2 separate regions of the Ovis aries genome follow, and region 1 is linked to region 2. Evidence: chromatin contacts called from public Hi-C data. All regions are on one chromosome and are shown on one strand. Each heading gives the region's core, a stretch centred on a gene start, on an enhancer-like site or on the middle of the called end of the contact. The rest is flanking DNA. Distances are from core to core; before and after follow the strand shown. Region 1 overlaps EDC3 (enhancer of mRNA decapping 3). Region 2 holds the start of FAM219B (family with sequence similarity 219 member B).

What was found. A called contact is a pair of places that touch in the nucleus more often than the background predicts.
Region 1: a contact with region 2 is called in a Hi-C map of hypothalamus, with 2.0 times the contacts expected there. The contact joins the enhancer-like site here to the promoter of FAM219B in region 2. A contact is called at or near these places in 4 of 16 Hi-C or Micro-C datasets (hypothalamus, liver and tail adipose tissue).

The regions. Positions count from the first base shown.
Region 1 is chr18:31,709,039-31,712,068 of ARS-UI_Ramb_v3.0, reverse strand. EDC3 (enhancer of mRNA decapping 3) reads right to left here. Exons shown (of 8, transcript XM_012098695.4): 8 at 1-2,279. The coding sequence ends at 1,945. Among named protein-coding and RNA genes, the nearest start is that of CLK3, 16 kb to the left of the region's middle. Within about 2 kb of position 1,453, at least 8 of the 54 cell types and tissues checked have an H3K27ac peak or open chromatin away from gene starts, as enhancers often do. A contact at or near this core is called in hypothalamus, where this site is marked.
Region 2 is chr18:31,447,469-31,450,626 of ARS-UI_Ramb_v3.0, reverse strand. FAM219B (family with sequence similarity 219 member B) reads right to left here and starts at 1,406. Exons shown (of 5, transcript XM_012098686.4): 1 at 1,192-1,406; 2 at 900-987; 3 at 119-196. The coding sequence starts at 1,387.

The DNA of each region.
Region 1 (3,030 bases), core at 204-2,703, 260 kb before region 2:
GGAAGGCCCAGGCTGAGGGCAGGAAGAGGCTCCAGTGCCACCTGGGGAGAAAATAGAGGCTTGGGCACCAACTCCCAGTGGCCCCTCAACACAAGGCCATCAGCCACAGGGTCACCATGACTCACTGGAGCAAGCAGAGTCTTCTGGGCCAGGGTTCTAGCTTGCTTTTCTCTGGACCCATTGAGGAGACCTCACCGCATTAACAGGCAGCCAGAGCCTGTTGAGTGGTTGCTTACTAAAATGCCTGTAACCCAGCATTGCTCCTCAAACTACGGCCCCACCTCTGAAGAGAGGGCCTCATTCAGGAGCTTCTCGGCCCTGAGAGTGAGCAGAGGTTCAGGAAGGATACACAGCACGGGATTCACAGTCACTGGCCTCCCTCTACTGCTGGAGACTCTCTGAGGGAGGCTGGGAGGAAAGGAGGGACCAGCCCTCTCTGCCCTGCCTAATCTGCCCCAGCTATGCTCCTATAAGGAAAGTGGTAAGTATCCTGAAACCCAGGGTACCAGGGCCTACCCTGCGTCCATGATCCTTGGCAAGCCCTTCCACTCAACCCCTTAACCATACTGGGTGGGCATAGAGCAGAAGGAAGCCTGAAGCTCTGAAAAAGGCTTTAAAGCACAAGCCTCTGCAAGGGCCCCTCTCGGGAACTTCAGGACATGGCTCCCGTTCTGCCAACTTCCAGGGACTGTGAATAGGGGCTCAGTGCCTTAGGATCTGAGCAGCACTGTGTTCCTAAGGCTGAGGCCCACCAGCTAGCTCATCCAGAACTAGCCTCATTTTGGCATCTGTGAGACAGGGTGCTGGCCCTGAGCCTATACATCTAGAGAGGACAATCAAAGGGTTCAAGGCCCAGATGCTAAAAGCTGGGGGGGTGGGAGGGACATGCGCCCACAGCTGCAAAGGACCATTTCAGGGGAAGGGCAGAGGGGGCAGGAAAGTAGGGGTCTGGGTGCAGGCAAAGAGGAGGGGGCGTGGTGGCTTAGGACAGAAGCACCAGGGAGCCTCTTCTGGTTCAGCACCAGGCTCCCCCAGGGGCCTCCCCAATACTGAACATTAAAGCTGCACCCTGAGGGGTCTGGCCCCAGACTAGGCAAAGGCTCAGTCCCCAGCTAGAGAGTATGGGATTGGGGGGCACTGCTGGCAAGATGGGCACTGTGGTTCTACAGTAACATAAGCTTATACTACCTGTGCTGAAGACAACAGAAAAACAGTTAAAAAAAAAAATCCCAATACAGTAATACCATTCAGATGCCACCCTGGCTCCCCCTTCCCTGCCTCTCAGAGTGATGGAGTGGAAAGGAGGAAGGACCCTTGGGGGGGAAAAAAAAAATCTAGCATAAAACTTGATCAGCTCAGGAGAAAGGGTCAAAGCCCCCATCATCTTAACGGTGGGGCTCGGGGAAGGCCTCAAAGCCCTCAAACTGAACCGAGAATGCAAGTCTGCCCTCTAGCGGACAGTGGCAGCGCAGCCAGTTCTACACGATCAGAGGAAGGGCCGCTTGGGTGGAGGAAGCAGGGGAGACAAAGCCACAAGCTCTGAACCAGAGCAAGCACAGACCCCCCCGAACAGGGCTGCCCCACCCCGTGAGGCGTCGGCCCAGACCCAGCGGCTGTAAACCTGACATGTACGGTCTGTGAGCTGCCTATGTCTGTAAACAAAGCCCCACCTGACCATGCAGGGGGCCGAGTGTAGAGATGCCTGGAGCCACTGTGCACTTAAGCCTGCCACTCACCCCGTGCCCCCAGCAGGGAAGCTTTCCCTGGCTCAGGGCACATGACAGGTCAGTTTTAAATATGATCTGTTCTTTCAAAGAAACAAAATGAAAAGAGAAAAAATTCAACAACAAGGTCCATGAAGCTTCACATCCTTAAGGCGTTCGCTGTCAAGTTCAGTGTCAGGAGCAGAAGGGGACTACGAGGTCCAGCCCACCCAGAGCCCTTCTAGGCAGAGTGCAGTGGGATGACAAACTTGCAGCCGAAGGGCGAGTGGTAGTTGATGCCCACCTCCTGGAAGACCTGCTGGGGAATGCCGATGTCACACAAATAGACACGGCCTGCATGCTCCCCCAGAGGCAGAGGCAGGCCCAGAGCCAGCGACCACTTGGCATCGATGCCCTGTTCACCTTCATGCACAGGAGGGTCTATGCTGAGTACTGGTGCCCGGTTCTGGTTGGCCCAGGCCACAGCTGCCTTGTACCAGGGCTGATCCCGCAGGAAGGCATTCTCGGGGCAATCCAGACAGTTGATCACCAGGTCCACAGGGCTAGTGGGCAGATCTGCAGGTGGAAAGAGTGCCATCTGTAACCCCTATAAAGCAGAGAGCAGTCCAGGCTGGGACAAGAACCTCAGTGACCCCAACCAAGAGTGTCTTATTCAGACACCACTCCAATGCCTCTGCAGAGGCCAGGCTTTTCAAGGTTGGGCTGGGACTCAGGCTCCAGGAGTTCCAAGACCTGGTTGGGCTGGGTGCTGGAGACCAAGGGTATGTCAGCCCAATGGACCACTGTCCTCGTGGAGCTCCCAGGCTGAAGCACTGTCGTGCTGGGTGAGCAGAGCTTCTCAGGACATGAGGCGCCTGCCTCCTCTGCACATCTAACTTCCTGGTAAATTATAAGCTCTGGGAAGGTGGGCTCTATTACCAAGTCAGCCTTGAGGGGGAGGATGTGACCAGGGCCCAGGAGAATTGGGCTGACTGCCATTTGCCGTCTAGCCCAAGAAGTGTGAATAGGCAAGAGCGTGCTCACTCTATACCAGTCTGGCCTGCTCCCACACTGGCCTTGCTGGTCCCCTATTATAAAAATGAGTCCTTCTTGCAGCCCAAACTTAAGAACAGGGAAGGAATCTCTCACTTCTCCCAGGTGTTTAAAAAGGCTTCTCTGCTCTCACCAAGCCTCTGGCACAGTGTAAGAACAGATGGCTCAATAAGCACGTAAGTCCTGACCAGCCTAAGAGGTTAAACTGAGACTAGCGGAAATCAGACCAAACTCAAGGGTAAACATCCTGGAGCAACTGGGATAGGAAGCCTTG
Region 2 (3,158 bases), core at 157-2,656:
GCAGCAGCCCTGGAACATGCACAAAAGGTCTTGGAAGAGACAGGGAAAAAGCGAAGCAAGTCGTCTGCAATGTTATCCAAGGCACTCCCCAAGGGGTATTTCCAAGGACAGCACTTACCTGTCAGAGTCGAGGGACACCAGGTTTTCATCTGGACTCTGACTAAGAGCAGTGTAGCCCTTGTTAAACTTCACTGACCTGAGGGGAGATGGGGGAAAGACCAAGCATAGATGCAATGCCAGCATTTCACAGGGAAAGCCAGCGTCCTCGCCCTTATGGGGAAAACAAAAAAACTGACTGCACTGCTCCTGGCTTATCTGCTACCTGGACAGCCACCATTGCCTGCCGTGTATCCCGCTACAGCTCCTTAGTATGTGCACTTCCCCACACCGCTCCCCCTGCTACTTCTGAGGATAAGCACACCTCCTCTTCTAAGAATCAGGAAAAGCCCCATCTCCCCACCTTATTTAACCTGAGAACAGAAAAATCAAAGTCCTTAGGCAAATTCCTTCAACTGCCTTCGCTCAAGCCCTGGTGAAGATCCTATCCAGCCCTCAGCGCTTACCATTCTGTTAAGGAAAAAATCACAGTCCTAGCTGTTCCCACGCTGCTCTCCATCCTCAATCCTGGGGACCCCAGCCACTATGCTCCTCCCTAATTTAGACAGTGATTGACCCTAAGAACTGACAAAACTCATAACAAAGCTCTTTCCTCGACACCATCACACCCTGGAAAGGAAAGAAAAGGTCGTTCCTCTTTCCATTTTTAAACAGTGAACCCGACAGGCCGGCGTCAGGGGAATGACTAACTCGGCTTTAAACGTGGGTACTCGGTCTCCCAGCCTGAGCACTAGGGCCTACTGTGAAAACGCTTGCACAGAGGAGGTGGCGCCTGCTGAGACCTTTTCCCTGAAGAGTCGGGGCGGTTCGGCGCGGCCCCCAGCATGCCTTTTCTCCGCAGAACCGCCTTGGCCAGGTCCCGGTGCTTCTCTGGAAGTCAAAGGGCCCAGATCAGCGGGCTCCTCTCTACTCCGCCGTGTCTCCCAAACGCCAGGGGCCCGCTCTCCGAACAGATTTTCGGGTGCGGGAGCGGGCTGCATTTGCCCCTCCGGGGTCGCCCCAGCGGCGCTCCGGAGCCAGCCCGGGAACGCGGCAGCCCGCCCAAGCAGAGACCCCTCATCCGGCCGCACTCACGCAGCTTGGCCTGAATGGAAGGCGCGCGCGCCACCATGTACGGGCCCCGCTTCTCCACAGCCGCCGGGATCCGCTCCCCCAACCGGGGGGCTCCAATGCCGCTTCGCCCGGAGAGCAGCCCCGCAGCTTCTGTCCCGCTGGGCCGGGGTCCCGGGATAGAGGGCGCAGCCTGCCCGTCGGGATCCGCGGTCGCCATCGCCCGGCCACGCCCCGCCGAGTCGCGAAGCCCCGCCTTCTGGCTAACCAGCCGCCAGACGGCAGGGAGGCGGTCCCTCCTGGAGCAAGATGGCGGCGCGCAGGCGCGGGCCGTGCCCACCCGAGCTTTCTGGCCCCGCCTGCTGTGGGATTGGCACAACTGTCCCGCCTTTCCGGGGGTTAGGTTGTTTCAGTTCCTCCGTTATGGCGCTTGATTGTTTCTGGCAGTCGGCCTGAACCTGGTGATGTCAAGCCAAGTTCTATCGCTGGTCGAAAGTAAATATCAGTATTTCCGGGGAGCTGCGGCTGTGCGCCAGCACACTCAAAGCCCTGATGCCTGCGCTTTCTCCGCAGTGTCTCCGCACTGGTCCTCTCGCCACAGCCGGAGCACCCCAAGGGCGGGCCGGAGAGAGGCTGGATTGAATCGGAAAGCGAGCGGTAGGAGAAAGGGAGTTAATAACGCCCTTCTCCAGAAGATGAAACAGGTCGGAGAGAAAGGTTCAAGGACCTTGTGGAGGGCACACAACCAGAGGCAGTTCCTTGCCTGATAGATATAACACCAGACCCTCGTTATTGCCAGCACTGCGCAATGCCCGAGACCTTGGATGAGGCCTGACCCTCTCTAAGCCTCAGTTTCCACGTTTCAAAATGCAACCAACATCAGTACCTGTCTTATAGCGATAACAAAGACAAAATAGGACTTGGGAAGAAAAGCGAAAGCGCGCTGAGTTTGTGTCGGGGCACAGGACTTTCGTGGCTCTTGACTCCTCTGGTCCCCAAGGGATGTACTTTTGGCTGGCTGGAAAGTAGTTCTAGATCCTTGTAGTAATTGCCAAATCTCATGAGGCTGTCCCAAGGCTAATTTACTAGCTTTCACAGGGTAGGTCAGCAGTGCGCAACTTAACGAATCCCCAGGGCCACCCGAAGAGTGGAGAAGCACAAAGGAAAGCTAACTATTTTGATAGATTCCACCGCTGTTTTTAACTTCCAGAAACAACCATTTCATATGGTTTGACTTAATATTTAATCCTCCTGACCTCCCAGTAAAGCACTGTTACTCCCATTAAGCAAATGAGAATTAGATTTGGTCAAGTTCACCAGTAAAGTGGTAACCCTAGAATTTGAACCCAGCTCTCTGTGGACTCTGAAGAGATGGTTTTTCTCATAGTTGTCTGTTAAGTTGATGGAGACCTCACCAAGGGGCCAAAGAAAATGTGATCAAAACCCTCTTGATGTCACAAAATCTGAGGAACTTGTAGGGAAAGAGTCAGAGTGCCCTCATCCATGACACTCCTGGGTCTCCTATCCTGGGAATCCAACTAATTGCCATGTGGTTGAATATGGGCCCTGAATACAGATAACTTGCTCTGCCATTTACTGGTAAGTTATTTAACTCTTTATGTCAGTTTCTTTAACTGAGGAATGGGGATAATAATAGTACCTATCTAATAGAATTATGAGGTTAAATTGTAAAGTGCTTGGGACGGTATTAGCATATAGTAAGTGCTCAAGAAATGTTACCTCATGAAGTTTACACAGTGTTTTAAGGATTTAGTGTTTATTTTCTCAGTTGGCTTTACACGCTTCCAGGACAGACCACCTTAATGATATTTTTATCCCTTGTTTTCAGCACAAAGTCATAGTAGTACATATTTGTTTAATGAATGTCCTATTTCCCTTCTTAACTTTTAGTCTATTTAATCATAGAACTTTGGGGCTGGCAGGAATCTTACAGATTATATAGTCTAAATTCATTTTATTATGAAGAAATT